Regions from separate parts of the Mus musculus genome. Here regions 1, 3 and 4 are each linked to region 2. The links are chromatin contacts, called in public ChIA-PET, Hi-C and promoter capture Hi-C maps. All regions are on one chromosome and are shown on one strand. The core of a region is the stretch at or near the end of the contact, and the rest is flanking DNA. Distances in the headings are between cores, read along the strand shown. Region 1 holds the start of Scamp1 (secretory carrier membrane protein 1). Region 2 holds the start of Homer1 (homer scaffolding protein 1). Region 3 holds the start of Serinc5 (serine incorporator 5). Region 4 holds the start of Dhfr (dihydrofolate reductase).

What was found. A called contact is a pair of places that touch in the nucleus more often than the background predicts. ChIA-PET counts read pairs in DNA pulled down with a chosen protein or histone mark. Capture Hi-C pulls out chosen DNA fragments and counts their contacts.
Region 1: a contact with region 2 is called in an RNA polymerase II ChIA-PET map of memory CD8 T cells, with 9 read pairs. The contact joins the promoter of Scamp1 here to the promoter of Homer1 in region 2. A contact is called at or near these places in 1 of 39 promoter capture datasets (liver), 2 of 115 datasets of contacts at active chromatin or transcription factors (memory CD8 T cells and microglia) and 2 of 9 other capture datasets (adipose tissue and liver).
Region 3: a promoter capture Hi-C map of adipose tissue shows a contact between it and region 2. The contact joins the promoter of Serinc5 here to the promoter of Homer1 in region 2. A contact is called at or near these places in 3 of 39 promoter capture datasets (hippocampal neurons, liver and pre-B cells), 2 of 484 Hi-C or Micro-C datasets (LSK cells and embryonic stem cells), 5 of 115 datasets of contacts at active chromatin or transcription factors (astrocytes, differentiating embryonic stem cells, memory CD8 T cells and 2 more) and 3 of 9 other capture datasets (adipose tissue, embryonic stem cells and liver).
Region 4: a Hi-C map of pre-B cells shows a contact between it and region 2, with 4 times the contacts expected there. The contact joins the promoter of Dhfr here to the promoter of Homer1 in region 2. A contact is called at or near these places in 5 of 39 promoter capture datasets (the C10 cell line, hippocampal neurons, liver and 1 more), 5 of 484 Hi-C or Micro-C datasets (CD4 T cells, embryonic stem cells, muscle stem cells and 2 more), 2 of 115 datasets of contacts at active chromatin or transcription factors (memory CD8 T cells and thymic regulatory T cells) and 2 of 9 other capture datasets (liver and pancreatic islet).

What each region holds. Positions count from the first base shown.
Region 1 is chr13:94,283,610-94,287,277 of GRCm38.p6, reverse strand. It overlaps Scamp1 (secretory carrier membrane protein 1), which reads left to right and starts at 1,997. Exons shown (of 9, transcript NM_029153.1): 1 at 1,997-2,058. The coding sequence starts at 2,002.
Region 2 is chr13:93,302,390-93,305,895 of GRCm38.p6, reverse strand. Homer1 (homer scaffolding protein 1) reads right to left here and starts at 2,139. Exons shown (of 10, transcript NM_147176.4): 1 at 594-2,139. The coding sequence starts at 598.
Region 3 is chr13:92,609,029-92,612,414 of GRCm38.p6, reverse strand. It overlaps Serinc5 (serine incorporator 5), which reads right to left and starts at 1,277. Exons shown (of 12, transcript NM_172588.2): 1 at 1,128-1,277. The coding sequence starts at 1,154.
Region 4 is chr13:92,353,518-92,357,385 of GRCm38.p6, reverse strand. It overlaps Dhfr (dihydrofolate reductase), which reads right to left and starts at 2,603. Exons shown (of 6, transcript NM_010049.3): 1 at 2,042-2,603; 2 at 1,687-1,736. The coding sequence starts at 2,127. Msh3 (mutS homolog 3) reads left to right here and starts at 2,383. Exons shown (of 24, transcript NM_010829.2): 1 at 2,383-2,623. The coding sequence starts at 2,486. It also overlaps the pseudogene Gm19308.

The sequences.
Region 1 (3,668 bases), core at 748-3,247, 980 kb before region 2:
AGCTGCTCCAAGTTCCTGTCTTGATGTACTGAAACAATAGACAACTTGAAATGTGAGCCGAATAGACCTCCTTTCTGTTGGGATTGCTTTCTGCCAGGGTATTTTAATGCCAGTACTAGGAAACAAAATCATAACAGCCCATAGTTATGTTTTGAACCTGTTTTAGGAATTTATACACAATAACATTTATATAAAGACCTTTTTAAAAATGAAGATGCAGGGTCCCTATTTGGGAACCCTAATGCAAACTCTTGGGGCTAGGAGACGCACAGGCCTGGGTGTCTGCCCAGGAACTCCGTGGGGTTGGAGCAGTGAGTGCATCTTTAGCTTAAAAAAAAAGAGAGAGCGAGAGAGAGTACAGTTGGAAATTTCCACCAGGCATTGCATGCTCAGCTGATCTCTATGGGCTTGGAACACAGAAGTTAAGTATAATAGTCTGAATACTTGAGTCATCTGGGGGATCCTTGGAAGGATTGAGAGCCCAAACAATGGGAATCAGCTGGATAAGGTCAGGTTCAGGAGAGATGAGACAACCCACAGAACAAGGGGCAGGGTAGGTACCCTCGCTGTTTGCACACGTTCAGCCAATATTTACCTGGATTTAAAGACATGCGGGGCACGTTTTACGCAGTTTTTCATACTTATTCTTTAGCCTCTAACACTCAGAGAGGTTAGCACAGGAGCACAAAGTAACTTTTGTAGTTGAGCTTGGATTTCAACAGGTGCTGAACCCTGAGTCAGAACCAGGTACAGGCAGCTGCCGAGGATCTGGGAGCAGAGCCCCCAATCTTAGATTCTTTCCACCTTGTGGTGATCACTGTTGGATGCCTACTTCCTAATTAGTTGGCTGCCTTAGAAGCAGCTGCTTTGTCATCCCAACCTGGATTCTACCAGACTACAGCACGTTGTGCGTGGGTGGGTGGGTGCGCTTTCACATTGGGGAAAGTTATTATTGCCTAGGTGACTTTGCCTAGCGCAAGGCCCTCAAAAAGCTATGGATAATTAAATCTGGGTTTTTCCAGTTCTTAGGTCCCTGCCAAATAAAAATAATTCTGGGTTCACCCAAGTGCCCTTCTGTTAAAAGTGGAAGGAAGGATAGAGTTGAGAAAGCCATGTCCTCTCAACAAGTTCCGGGTGGTGCAATGACTGATATGTCATTTACTGTAGTTTTCAATAATCATTCCCGGCACTTGGAAGAAAAAAGGCAAATATTAGGAGGTGTGTATTCTGCATCCAAATGCCTGAAAATAAACGTCAACAATTTCTCTTCCATTATCAGTAACTTGAGGGTCTGGGTCGATAGACTCTGCCACCTACTCGGCCGTCCCACGTGCCCCCACCCCCCATTATTTATGAGTGGGGAGGGAGGATGGGAGACAGAGGCTGCCCCCCCCCCCTCCCCGCAGTGAATGTTGCCTTTTCTTGGAGCAACTCCGGATCCTCAGCGCGAAGCCGCTTTCCGTGACTTCGCAGTAACCTGGGATCGGAGGACCGGCTGGGTTTCCCAGGTTGGGGTGTGTCGGGCAGCGATGTTTTAAGTTGCTTTAGGGTTCCTATCCTCTCTGGGGTCTGGAATCTTTGGTGTCTGCGGCGGATGTTTTCGCACCTCAGCTACTCGCTCTCCAAGTCTTGTCTCCCCCACCTGCCACGTGGGACCTGCGCGCACCGTCCTCCCCTACACAGGCCACCACCCCTTCCCCAAGCCGCACTAGGTGGGTCCACGGCCCGGGGCTTGGAACCTGCCCTCCGCCTGCGCTCGCCCTTCGGTCGGAGGCAGAGCCCGGAGCGCAGATCCAGGCGGGAAGGGACGGCCGGATGGCTGGGCGCCGCGGGCCTCCGCCGCACCGGGCATGCTCAGTGGCACGGCCGGCTCGGTGGCCCGCGAGCTGCACCCGGATCTGTGCGGCGGCGGCGGCGACGTGAGCGCGCAGGGGGGCGGCGGCCTCGCCTCGTCTGTGTCTCGGCGCCGGGCTCGGGTGGGTGACGCGCAGTGCCGGGGCAATGTCGGATTTTGACAGCAACCCGTTTGCGGATCCGGATCTCAACAACCCGTTCAAGGTGAGCGCCCGGCCGCGGCCCTGGCCCGCGTTGGGCGTCGCGGTGGCCGTGGAGGCCCTGTCGGGAGGGTCTCGGGACGCAGCGTCACCACTGGCCGCGCCACCAGCCAGGAGGCTCGCACCGGGCCGCGGACCGGCCGGACCGGGAGCCGGGTCCGGAGCGGAGCGGGGCATGTGTGGCCGCCACTAGTCCGGTCGGCACGGCGGGCCGCGGGGCGGGGGCCGGGAGGCCGGGGCGCCCGGGCTGGGGTTGTCATGGGGACCTGGCACCGGCGCTGCGTGCCGGTGACGGCCAAGGTGTGCGGGAGAGAGGCGCGGATACACGGACGCTGCGATAAAAGGATAAAGGGGTGTTTTTTATTATCAAAACTCGGTTGCTCCCAGAGCCACCAGTGGCGCTGCCAGAGGCCCCCTTCCCCACCGGGCCCAGTTTAGGGGAACGGGCATCAAACAGAAGTTAAAAATAAATAAACATCTGGAAACAATAGTGCACACGGGCATCTCCCCACCTAGCTGCTGTTAGGGAGGTGGACCCTGGGCCATTTTCCAAGCTGGGAGTGCGTCACCGGGGATCCGAGCTGTTTGAGGATTCCGTTCCTCACGTGAGTGAGCTCTTTCCTTCATGGAGTGGACCTGATCGGATCCCAAGCCTCAGAAGGGCTTGGCATAGAAATAAATGCCTAGGCAGGCCATTTAAATGTTAGGCATCTGCTCTAAAATTTAATGCCGCGTCCGAGAACTTTGCCTTGAAAAGTACTTTGGTTTTCTTAAAGACTGTGAGGCATAGCAAGGCAATTTCTTCCAACTGTTGGCTTGGTTAGTTCTTTCTTAATTGCTCTGACTGTGTGCAGCTCAAACTTTAATTTGTAGTCTCAAAGGTGAAGTAGGAACTAATTTGTGGGCACCCAAGTGCTGCTTCTGGCCTGTTGGGTTTACCTCTTTTTAGTCCTTTTGTGGCTTACCTGCAATATTGAAGCAAAAGGCACCCCTGTTCTGATGGTTTTAACCTCATGTCTTCATGAAGGATTCTTTTAATGAAGTTATCCCCCTTATACCTGACAGCTGGACTCATTTTGCAAAACTACAGAGAAAGCTGTTATGGTTGAGTTGACTGTAACTTTCAACACCTGGTCCTCCCGATCTATTCATTTGCTTTTTTGTTTTGGTTTTCATTGTTGTTTTGAGACAGGGTCTCACTAGGTAGTGTACCTGGCTTTGGAACTTTCTTTCCTTCTACCTCAGCCTGCCAAACTCTGTAATTGCAGATAAAAGGCTCAGGTACACTTTAAAGGGCGGTCCATGCTCCCTCAACCCCCTGAAGTTTTTGTTTCATTTACTATTGGACTCACTTCCATGTAGTGAAAATTGGATTATTCTGATATTATGGATATCCAAAAGAAACATTTCATAATTTGTCAAGTGAGTGTCATTTAAAAATAATTAGAGATGAAACATTAAGAGCCCATTAGTCTCTCCTAACTTAGATAATTCAGTGATGCTGTTTTTAAGCATCTAACCACAAGGCTGTTGGTTTTATATCTGGACATCCAGTTCACAGTTCCTTTCATATTAGTCTCTTGTTAGGGCAAGATCCTAGCTTCTTATCACAAA
Region 2 (3,506 bases), core at 890-3,389:
CAAACAGAAAAAGTGAACAAGTCCCTTCAACCAACAGCTTTGTCTCTCCAGCACCCACACCGTGGACATCGAAACACTGCGATTTTCGTTTAATGCCCAATAAACCAAGCTGTACATTTGGTTTCGGATGTTCAAGGATAAAACAGAGGGCACTGCCAGGGCACCAACTTACAAAGGGTCAGTTTCAAGGACTGGAGTCTAACTACTCATTACAATTCTCTCTTTGTAACAGCTGATTATTTCTACAAAGTACTGGAAGAATGCAGCTCTTCTCTTTGAACAACACCGTCAACCAAACCTAAGATGGCAAAATTTTAGTAACCTATATAGCAGTTTGATCAATTAAGAGGTACAGGGTAGACTAGTGCACTGTCTTTATATATATATAATTAATAAAACTATAACTGAGTTACAAACATTACACATTCTAATTAGGACCTCTGGTGTCGCTCTACAATAATGCAAATAAAATCTCTAATTTAAAGTAGTACCCGTTTTGCAAGGGATCGGATTTAAAAATATGGTCACCACCACCGTTCAACTCCACACAAGCATAAGCAGATTTAAAGCTGTGATAAGCACAAAATCCTTACCCCATTTTGCCCAATGAAAACTTGCTCTGAAGTTTCTGCTCTTATGCTACAGAAATAACTTCCAAGGAATTTTCTCCGTCTGTTATTTTGCAGTTGCTTTTCCACCCCCGAGATCTTTTCCGGAGGCAACTCAACAAGGCAGACAATTCAGTTAGTTCTTGTCGGTAAAATGATTTCACTCGCGCTGACACCAAAATGTTCAAACATTTGGAATTTGAAAAGGTTGCGCGGAGAATATAGCACTTAACTATTCCACAAAATTAAGCGTACGTGTAGAAAAAACGCAAAAGCCAGCTTCAGCAAGTCTGATAAAAAATGAGTTCGCTGGTCATTTCGCTCACGTCTTCCACGACACTCAGGCAGCCAGGTTACTCGGCCTTTTTGGGCTAAGGCGGTGGGTTCAAATTTCACCACACCAGGTCCCTGGGGGTGGAGCGTGCAACCCAACGCGACGTGCACTTGAATAAAAATCCTACAGGCAGCAATGCTACTGCCTCCCTTACGTTTAAAAAAAAAAATTATATAGAAGAAATCTCGAAGTGCAAACCCCAGCCGCTCCCGATGTGCACGGCACACCACATTGGAATCTGTCCTTTGAATGTTCGTCCTCCTAAGACTCGGAGCAGAGAGGAGGTGGAGAGCAGGCAGAGAAGGCTGGGAAGGATCGATTCGTTTTCCCGAGGAGCAGCAGCGGAGCCATTTCCAGGCTGGCAGCTAGCTGGGGGCGCAGCCGCCGGGGAGCAGCGCAGGGGCCCGAGCCCACCTCCTTTGGCTTCCCGGCCCCCGCCGAGCACAATGGAGCCCCGCTCGCGGCCGCCCCCTCTTCCCGCCTCTCCTCGCAGCACCCGCGGCCTCGGGCTCCCGACGGCGGAGAATGAATGAATCAGAGAACCCAACCCCGCGCGGTCCCCTGCACCCAGCCCCCAAGCTCCCGGCGGCCGCGCGCTGAGGCGAGAGGCTGGCGGCTCGTCCGAGGCACGGCAGCCGCGGCTCGTGCCCCCACCCCGGCTCGTCTCTCCCGCTCCGCGCCGCCTCACATTCCCGGGGCTGCCGCTGCCTCCTTACACTCCCCTCAGCGGCTGACTCCGTCGGCCCGGGCGGCCTGGCGCCCGTCGCTGCCTCTGACTCCACGGAGCGGGCTCCGAACCGAGCGCAGCCGAGGGCGCCGCTTCCCGGTCCGCGCCGCCGGCGTGAGACGAGCACGGCAGCGGAGCAGGAGAGGGGGCGGGGCGGGGCGGGGCGGGGCGGAGAGCGCGGCCCTCCCGGCTCGAGGGGCGGAGCGCTGCCGCCGCCGCAGGCCGGCGGAGGAGGTGGGGCGCGGCGGAGGCGGGGCCCGGGCTCGGACCGGGGCGCTGAGGAACAACACCGGAGGGGATGAGCTGGCCGGTCCGTCGGTCCGTCCCTTTTTCCTTCCCCTCCCCTAGCGGCCGGCGGCGGACGGGCAGTGCGCTCGGCTCCTGCGCTGGCTCTGGGCCGCCACGGCCTCGTCCGCTCCGCACGCCGGGTGCTCGCGCTGTGTCTCCATCCTCCCCGCAGAAGGACCTTTAAATAGCAACGTCAGCGCGCTCCTCTCCGCACATACGTCACCCTCCGCTCACGTCAGCTTGTGCGGGGGATGATGTCACGCGGCCGGAAGTACTGCTAAATTAGGGAAAGAGCTGGGGGAGGCGGGCTGAGCGAGCTGCTCCGGGCCCACCTGCTCCCGGTTCTCTCGCTTCTCCTTAAAGGCCAAGGCGCCGGAGACAGTCTGAGGAGAGCTCGGAGAAGGAAGCGGCGGGAGGAGGTTTCCTTGGCACAAATGTGCCATATGCGAATGAATCACTCATAGCAACAGTGCCGAAGTGTCGCCGGTAAAGTCCTGTCTCCCTCTCCCACTGGGTTTGCAGCAGCATCCCCGGGCTGTTCACATCCCAACCTGCAGGGAATCGTGGGAGGGAGAGTGATCACTGCTGGTAGACTCGGGGAAAACCACCGTTAATTTTAGGAATCCTAAATACCATTCTGAACATAGTCAACTTTTAAGCTTTCTCCCCTCCTAAAGGCGTGCGTTTTAACTTAAAAAAAAAAAAAAAAAAAAAAAAAAAGAGTAGAGTTAGGAGCAAACCTCTTGTTACAAAGGATAGTAATTAAAGCAGAATGAGATTTCCAAATGTTCTAAATGTTGCAGTTCGCTGCATAGCCATGGTTCTGCAAGGCATAATGAGTCAAATTCATTAAAGTAAACTTAGTTCCCTCAGATAATTACCCTTCTACAGCATCGCAAGTGCCAACGAATCACCTTAGGTCTGACTTACCAAGGATATGAATTACAGTCTGGAAACAAAGTCCTACTTTATTAACACAAACATACGTTTGGGTTCCTGATTATTTTGAATCTTGTAAGCACAATAGCTCTCGAGTATATTTTCATTTTTTTTAATGTGGCAAGGATGACTAGCCGTCTATAAATTTATAGCTGCATATGTGAAATTGTGTTTTTAAAGTCATGAAGTTTTAAAATGGCCCTGTGTTGTTAAGGGCCTTTTATTGGTTAGACTCACAGAATGAGTTTTGCTTTTATTCCATTTAACTTGACAATTGTGGTTCAGAAATAGAAGTGCTGCACCCTGCTAAAGGCCATTAGTACTTCAGTTACTCCAAAGAGTCAGTGACCACATTTTACAAACTAAACTCATTTGACATGAAACATGAAACTCACTTCATTCAAAACCTGAAGTGACCCGAGAAATCCAGGACATGATATTATTACAAAATCATTAAATTGTCCTTAGAAGAATAGTACATCAATGCCAATGCAGTTCAAAAGAAAGTCAGCTAAAATTCTATAGATCATGCCAGGAGTGGTGGGTTTTGTTTTGCCTTGTTTGATTAAGATCTTGAACACCTGGGCTCTCTTCCCTAATCCCTCCTAAG
Region 3 (3,386 bases), core at 28-2,527, 690 kb after region 2:
GAGAGAATGAATATTTGCAATTTTCTGAAAACAATCTTTTCTGCCCCTCTTGGTCTAAAAAGCCTGAATGGGTCATATTCCTTCGTCCTTCCTTTCCAGACATTGAGGGGACGGGCATCATTTTACTCAAACCAAAAAGCCCCACTTTCCTCATTTCTGAAAAATGCCAGCTTGACATACAGGGCCACCTCTAAGAGGACAGGACTACTATAGGCCACTAAACCTGATGGGTCCAGAGACACAGCTTAACCCCCTACAGCACGTACAGCTGGCTCCCATTGTCCTGACGTTCAAAGTAAACAAGACCAGTCCTGCACCTGAATGCCCACCCACCGCGATCAGATTCGAGGTTTTGTTTTTGTTTTTTATAACCCCTTAAAACCTAACAAAAAGACAACATGGGAGAAAGACATCCAGATGGCTTTACCTAGTTCGCTGTTGTTTTTCTAACCCTGCAGGAAAAAAAAGGGAAATTAGCATTAAAGGGCTAAAACCTAATAATTCTCTCCAGTTAGGAGCCTCCTATGGCTTGGATATCGTGAATTTAACTGGCAAGATTACAAAACAGGTTCCAGCAAGATGAGTTGCAAAGAAGGGAGCGAAGGCTCGTGCCCAGTCAGGGTTGGGTAGGGTCCGGTCGGTAAACCCATAAAGCAGGGCTGAGCCTTCCCTGTGCCTAGACTTGTGTCCGGGAGTTTGCAAATCGGATATCCAGACGTTCTCGTGAATACAGAGCCCCATGTTCTAGACCTGGAGATGCCAAACGCGGCCGCCCTGCTCGGACTGACCAGTTGTGCTCGGAGTACAGAAACAGAGATCTTGTCCAACCCCACGTTTTTCCTGGATTTATCCCACAGGCAGTGCAGTGGCAGGAGAGCTACGGAACTCAGAGCCACTACTCGAGGCTTCGACCGGAGGTGACACGTCCTGGGAACCGATGGGATCCTCAGCTCCAGACCCGCTCGCCCTGCCAGCCCGGAATCCCGGAGGCCGAACACCGAGGTCGCTGGGGTTGCCTCTCGGGCTTCCCCGCGTCCCTTCCCGCCCACAGGGTTTCCAGAACTCGAGCTTGGCTCGCGTCGGTGTCCGCGATTCTGATAACCCGCGCGGCAGCCCGCCTCGCTCACCTGGCCAGCACAGCACCGGGCAGACATCACCGCGGCCGACGACCTCGCCTCGGGGACGCTGCCCGCTGGGCCCGTCACTCGGGCCCTCTCGGCTTGGTCCGCGAGCGCGCGACTGAAGAAGCTCGTCTTGCTTCCTATCCCCGAGCCCAGCAGCCCAGCTGAGAGCCCCGTACCCTGGCCCGAAAACAACCGCCGCCAAGCCCCGCCCCACAGGCTCCGCCCTAAGACCGCCCCGAGTGTAGGTTCCGCCCCATATCCTAGGCCCCGCCCCTTGAGCGGCCCGGCGGATGGCTATGGCCCCGCCCCTTTCCGGGCAGCACAGTGGGCTTCTTCCTCTCTGGCACTTCCGCCGGAGTTAGACCAAGGGAATGCAGTCTTTACAAGCTCTCGGGTTTTACTGACCCGCCGGGTTTCGCGGCGCTCCTCCGCCCCGGATCCAGTAAACTAGATCCGCTTGCCTTTGGTAGTTAAAACCGTAGCCCTAGAGGAAGACTCCCTCCCGAATGCCCTGCGCTGGTCCCTCCACGAGGGCGCCACTGGTATGGGACTGCGATCGCCTTACTCCTCAGGCATCTACCAGATCCACGTTCGGGAAACCCCTCTGTTCCCGCACCCCCTCAGATGCCAGGTCTCCCCAGGCGCCTAGCTGTTCCACCTGCTGTTCCCGCGGAACTCTGACCGAGAGTCGATCTGGGAACCTAGGTTGGGGTCCTAGTTGCCTCTCAGCTGACCCACGTTGAAAGGAGGATTCCAACATTTGCTTGTTGGATGCCAAGGGAGTGCCAAGTTTTGCTCTCTACCTGAATCTCTTCTCACGGTTACTTCAAATGTAAAACCATTTCTGTTAGTATGATTTTTACACCAATGCCTTTTTGGTTGGAAGAGTATTTCAGATAAACATTGCTGTACCCGTGTGAGGAAAGTGACAGCGGATAAGTAACTTGAATAGCTTGCCTAAAGCCTTGGGAAGTGAAAACGCCTAGCTGACAATCCTAGCCTAGCGTCTGATCCTCAGGCACAAAACCCAGGACTTGACCTTCCCTGGACAGAGCCTTTGCCTATAGTGTCTTGGGAACTTTAGGAGATAGAAACTAAAAAAAACTGTTTTTGATAATCCGTGCTTTAGTTATTACCAACGCTGAATCTTCTGGCGTCTTAGATCCAGGAGTTTAGAGTAACACACACAACCGAGCCCTACTTGGCGGTTAAGAAAAGTTATGAAGACAGTGGCTGTAACTAAAAATAAGAAGGTGTGGGAGGAGCAACCTGCTGGGTGGCAGCCTGTAACTCAGAGCCAGGACCTCCGCAGGGCTTCACAGCGAGCTCCATTGTTTGCTGCAGGGCGGTCACTAGACTTAGAACTTCAGCCCCTGGGGAAACCGGTCTGACACCAAGAGTTTGTCTTTGTGGGAACCGACCAAGAGGTGGGGGAGGGGGGTAAACTGTCCAAACCTTTGAGCTGGAACTTACCCACTCTTTTAGGAGACCCCTCACCCAGTGTCCCAGTGTCACTGGATTAGGATCAGAGACCTCGTAGTGGACTCCTGTTTTGCTTTTGTTTGTTTGCCAGCCCTATGCAAGCACTAGCTTGAGGGTTTCTGAGTACTGATGTCACTATCCTAGAGAGAGCATGCCTCTTAAAGACCTGGAGAGATAGGGCGTGGAACTCCTTTGTACAGAACTTCCCAGCATGCATGAGTTCCTTCCCCAACATGCCAAAAATAATAAATAGTTTGTGGACATGTCAAATGTACACTAAGATACCCCCCCCCAAAAAAAAAAAGTTAGCAAAAGCCTTAACTTCCAGAGTCAGGAAGTTGCAAATTCTTAGCTTCCCTAAGAACAGGCTGGATAACATGGCCTCTTTGAAGCTCTGGCTTAACCATCACTTGTATTCATGCGGGTGTTTAAATGAAATGAAAAAAAAAAGTGATTTGTGATTTTTGTCTTCTGGCCTCAGCCCCTTCAAGAGTTGTGCGGACTGTGGTGCAAACATGTGGCATGTCACGTACAGCCAGCTTTACTGTTTGTGCTTGAGGTAGGATGCTTGCCTGGTGTGCACTCAAGTTTTCTGAAGATGCTATGTGGTGCCTCTTTCTTAGCACAGTAGTGTTGAAGTCTGGCAGACTAGATGGACCTTCATGATTTTGCAAAGATGGAATATTGTAGATTGAAAAATCAAAGTTATCTTTGGCTTGTTGGACCCCAAATATGGGGACCCCCACTCTAGTCCAGGGACAGGAAGCACCCACGAACACA
Region 4 (3,868 bases), core at 1,354-3,853, 950 kb after region 2:
GGCCACGACAGGGCTCACATATGTATGCATCAGTTCTCATCTGGCTCCTGCACAAGATCAAGCCAGGCAAAATTCAAGTATGGAGGAGGGTTCCTGAGGCCCCTCCAGTAGGTATTGGTGTTGATGGCTGCTGGGAGATGGAGAGCCCATCTTCTGGTCTGGACTGATTGTAGATTGCTCACATCCTAGTCAATGGCCACACACAGGGTTATTAATAACAAGTAGAACATGACTTAGGGAAGGAGAAGGGGACTCAGGGGGAGTGAGAAGGTAAATGGATACAACCAACATAAACTGGGTAAAAATATAAAGCTTTTATATTTTTGTGTAACCCATATGCACAGGCCAGGCAGTGTGACTGGGTGTCTTTATCTATCTTCTTGAGACAAGTTTTCTCACTGAACCTGGAGCCCACAAATTGGCTACAGAGCAAGCCCCAGAGATCTTTCTGTCTGTGCCTCCCTAATGCTGGTATTACAAATGTGCCACTGTGTCCAGCTTTTTATTCGGGTAGTAGGATTTGAACTCAGAGTAGACTGTGTTAAGATGGCATCTGCAGCTCTTCTTTGGCACTGCCTACAAGGTGGCTGCCATCTGTTTTGCTGCATCATGGCTGTTCGCCGGCCTCTGGTGAAGCCCAAGATCATCAAAAAGAGGACCAAGAAGTTCATCAGACACCAGTCAGACTGATACGTGAAAATTAAGGGAAACTGGAAACCCAGAGGCACTGACAGCGGGGTACAGAGAAGATTCAAGGGCCAGATCCTGATGACCAACATTGGTTACAGGAACAACAAGAAAGCCAAGCACATGCTGCCTAGCGGCTCTAGAACTTTCTGGTCCACAATGGCAAGGAGCTGGAGGTGCAGCTGATGTGTAACAAATCTTGCTGTGCTGAGATTGCTCACAGTGTGCCCTCTAAGAACTGAGGAGTCATCGTAGAAAGAGCAGCACAGCTGGCCATCAGACTCATTAATCCCAACGCCAGGCTACTCAGTAGAGAACATGAATAGGTGGCTTGTGTGCATGTTTTGTGCCACGCCCCCAAGATGGCATTTGTCAACCTGTCTACACAGTGACCTACTATGTTCTCTACTAATGTTCAACATCTACACTGCTGACTTCTTTTTCCCATCAGCTCTGCCCTCCTCTCCTACAATGATAAGCAATAAGCAAACATGTCTGTTAGGAAGAATTACAGCGAATGTCCTTACAATCACAAGTAATGGGAAACTGCCTTATAATTATTGCACACCACTCCCCATTCTTTTAAAGTCAGTCACCCAGACTGCCTCACTGAAGACCACAGCCTTCATCCCACCGTGTCTTCCTAAAGCCAACAGATTTAAATTATTTTTAGCCTCTTCTCCCCTGCATTTTTCTCCATTTACTCAAGTCTTCTGTCTTTCAGTAACAATTCTAAATACCGGCTCAGGTCTCTATTCAAAGTGCTAAATTTTGCTGCCGATTCTGCCCAGTTATATTCGAGCTATATGCACTTGCTAACAAAATTTCAAACATAGAGTATTCTAAGAGGATGTTTAATAAAATCTGGGAATCGCACAAAAATTTCTAGCAAGAAACAGAGATCCCAGATTCCCAGGGGAGACTTTCTACTCATACCTCTACCATGTAAATCTTGCTTCAAGCAAACATAATTCTCATGACTTAATTACTCTACATTACCTTCCACTGAAGAGGTTGTGGTCATTCTTTGGAAGTACTTGAACTCGTTCCTGAAAGTTAGAGAAACAGTTAACCCGTCATGTATGCTCAGGCTCCATTCAGCGACGAAAGGTGCAAGTCCGGTGTGGGTGTGGGGGGTGGTGTTGCTGCCCGCTCAAGGACAGGACTTTGCTCCCGGCCAGGGAGCCTGTGAGCAAAGGCTGGCACAGCAGGGGGATCACCGCGGGAACCGGTAGCTTGGTCTCTGGCTGAGGCCGGTAGGCCTACCGCTCACGCCCGTCCCGCGCGTCCAAGCCAAGTGCATGACCCTACTCAGTGAACCGCCTCAGTTTCCCGAGCCCAGCCCGGCCAATACCTGAGCGGAGGCCAGGGTAGGTCTCCGTTCTTGCCAATCCCCATATTTTGGGACACGGCGACGATGCAGTTCAATGGTCGAACCATGATGGCAGCGGGGATAAAATCCTACCAGCCTTCACGCTAGGATTGCCGTCAAGTTTGGCGCGAAATCGCAGCCCTGAGCTGTGTACCACTTGCGCAGCTTAGGCCCCGCCCCCACCAAGGCCCGCCGCGCATCCTATTTGTGCAGCTAAGGCTCCGCCCCTACCAAGGCCCGCCGCGCATCCTATTTGTGCAGCTAAGGCCCCGCCCCCACCAAGGCCCGCCGCGCATTCTATTTGTGTAGCTAAGGCTCCGCCCCCAAGGCCGGTCCCGCACAGGTTGAGGCGTGCGCGCGCGCAGGCGCGAGAAAGTGCGGCCGCGCGCTCGCGCTCCTAGCAGGCCGGCTCTTCTGCACACTGCAATGCCCCGCGGGAAATCCGCGTCGGGAGGCTCTACTGCCGCCGGCCCAGGCCCGGGGAGGCAAACGGTTCTAAGCCGGTTCTTCAGGTCTGCGGGAAGCCTAAGATCCAGCGCGTCCTCCACGGAGCCAGCAGAGAAGGTAAAGTACGGCTCCGCGGCGCCCCTAGCGTCCACCTAGGCGAAGGCCGTCCCGGGCGGGTTCTGTCTGGGACGGGGCGGAGCTAGAGGGCGGGGTGGGGCCGGACCGCTAGGGGCGGGGTCAGGGTGGGGCGGGTGCGTAGCCGTCGTGGCCGGAAGCGGAGGCCTTATGGAGAGCTTATTAATGGTGGGTAGGGCTAAGGGGCGGGGCCAGGGAAGGCTTAAGGTGGCGGCTTCTTCTGGTCCTTGTTTTAGTTGACTTTTTTACCCGACCAGCGGTAATAGATTTGAGGTCTTGGTGCTTCCAGTCGGTAGCCGGAACCCGAGCCAGAAACTTCTATCGTGGTGAATGGCGAGGACTGGCCGGCCGGCCCAGGATGCGTTTTTTAACCTCTGTTCTTCATTCTTTCCTTTACATTTTCCCTACTGTATTGATGGTTGAAGAGGAGCTTTATTTACATATGCTTGCTTGGCTGACTAGAAGAAAGCTGTCATTAAGGCTAGTTTCTCAGAATTCAAAACCATGTGCTCTGTCTTTCTGATCCCCGTGCCAGAATATCGTTTTACTGTACAGATTTCCAGTGTAAGCATTTAGATGGATGAAGTTTCTGTACATGCTTATAGTTGGCTACTTCCTGTTGCTTGCAGCCCATCAGATAGTTCAAAGCAAAGCAAAGAGAAACAAAACCAAAACCCCATCGTGATACTGCCACAAACACAGGCCCAAGGATGTTTCCCACACTAGCTGGCAATGTGTCACACTTGTTCAGGGTGAGTTAAGGCCTCGGTCATTTCCCAGACTGAAGATGTAGAAGGTGATTGTAACGGGCATCTCCTGTATTTTACTGCAGTTGCAAATCAGTTTAAGAATCTTAACCCATTTCATTTATATTTCTTTCCAATACTGACTAATGCTCTACTCTCTCTTTTTAAGGCTTTTTTTTTATTTCTGTACATTCACTAAGATTCATTTTGCACTCACCACTGAGAGGATATTAGGCAAAAGTTTTAAGTTTTTCATAGATTATCTGCCAACAGATAGTCTCAGGACATCTTTTAATAGTGAATGGAAGCTTTGAAACAGGAAATACATTGGTCGTTTATTACTCCTCTTCCTTCTATAATTTTGCATTTTGAAAATAGATTTTTTAAAATTGATCTTGTAGAAGTATTTTATTTAACATATGAGTAGGAAAGTAGAGAATTCCACATAATTTTAGTAGAATGTGAGGTAATGAGAGACTGT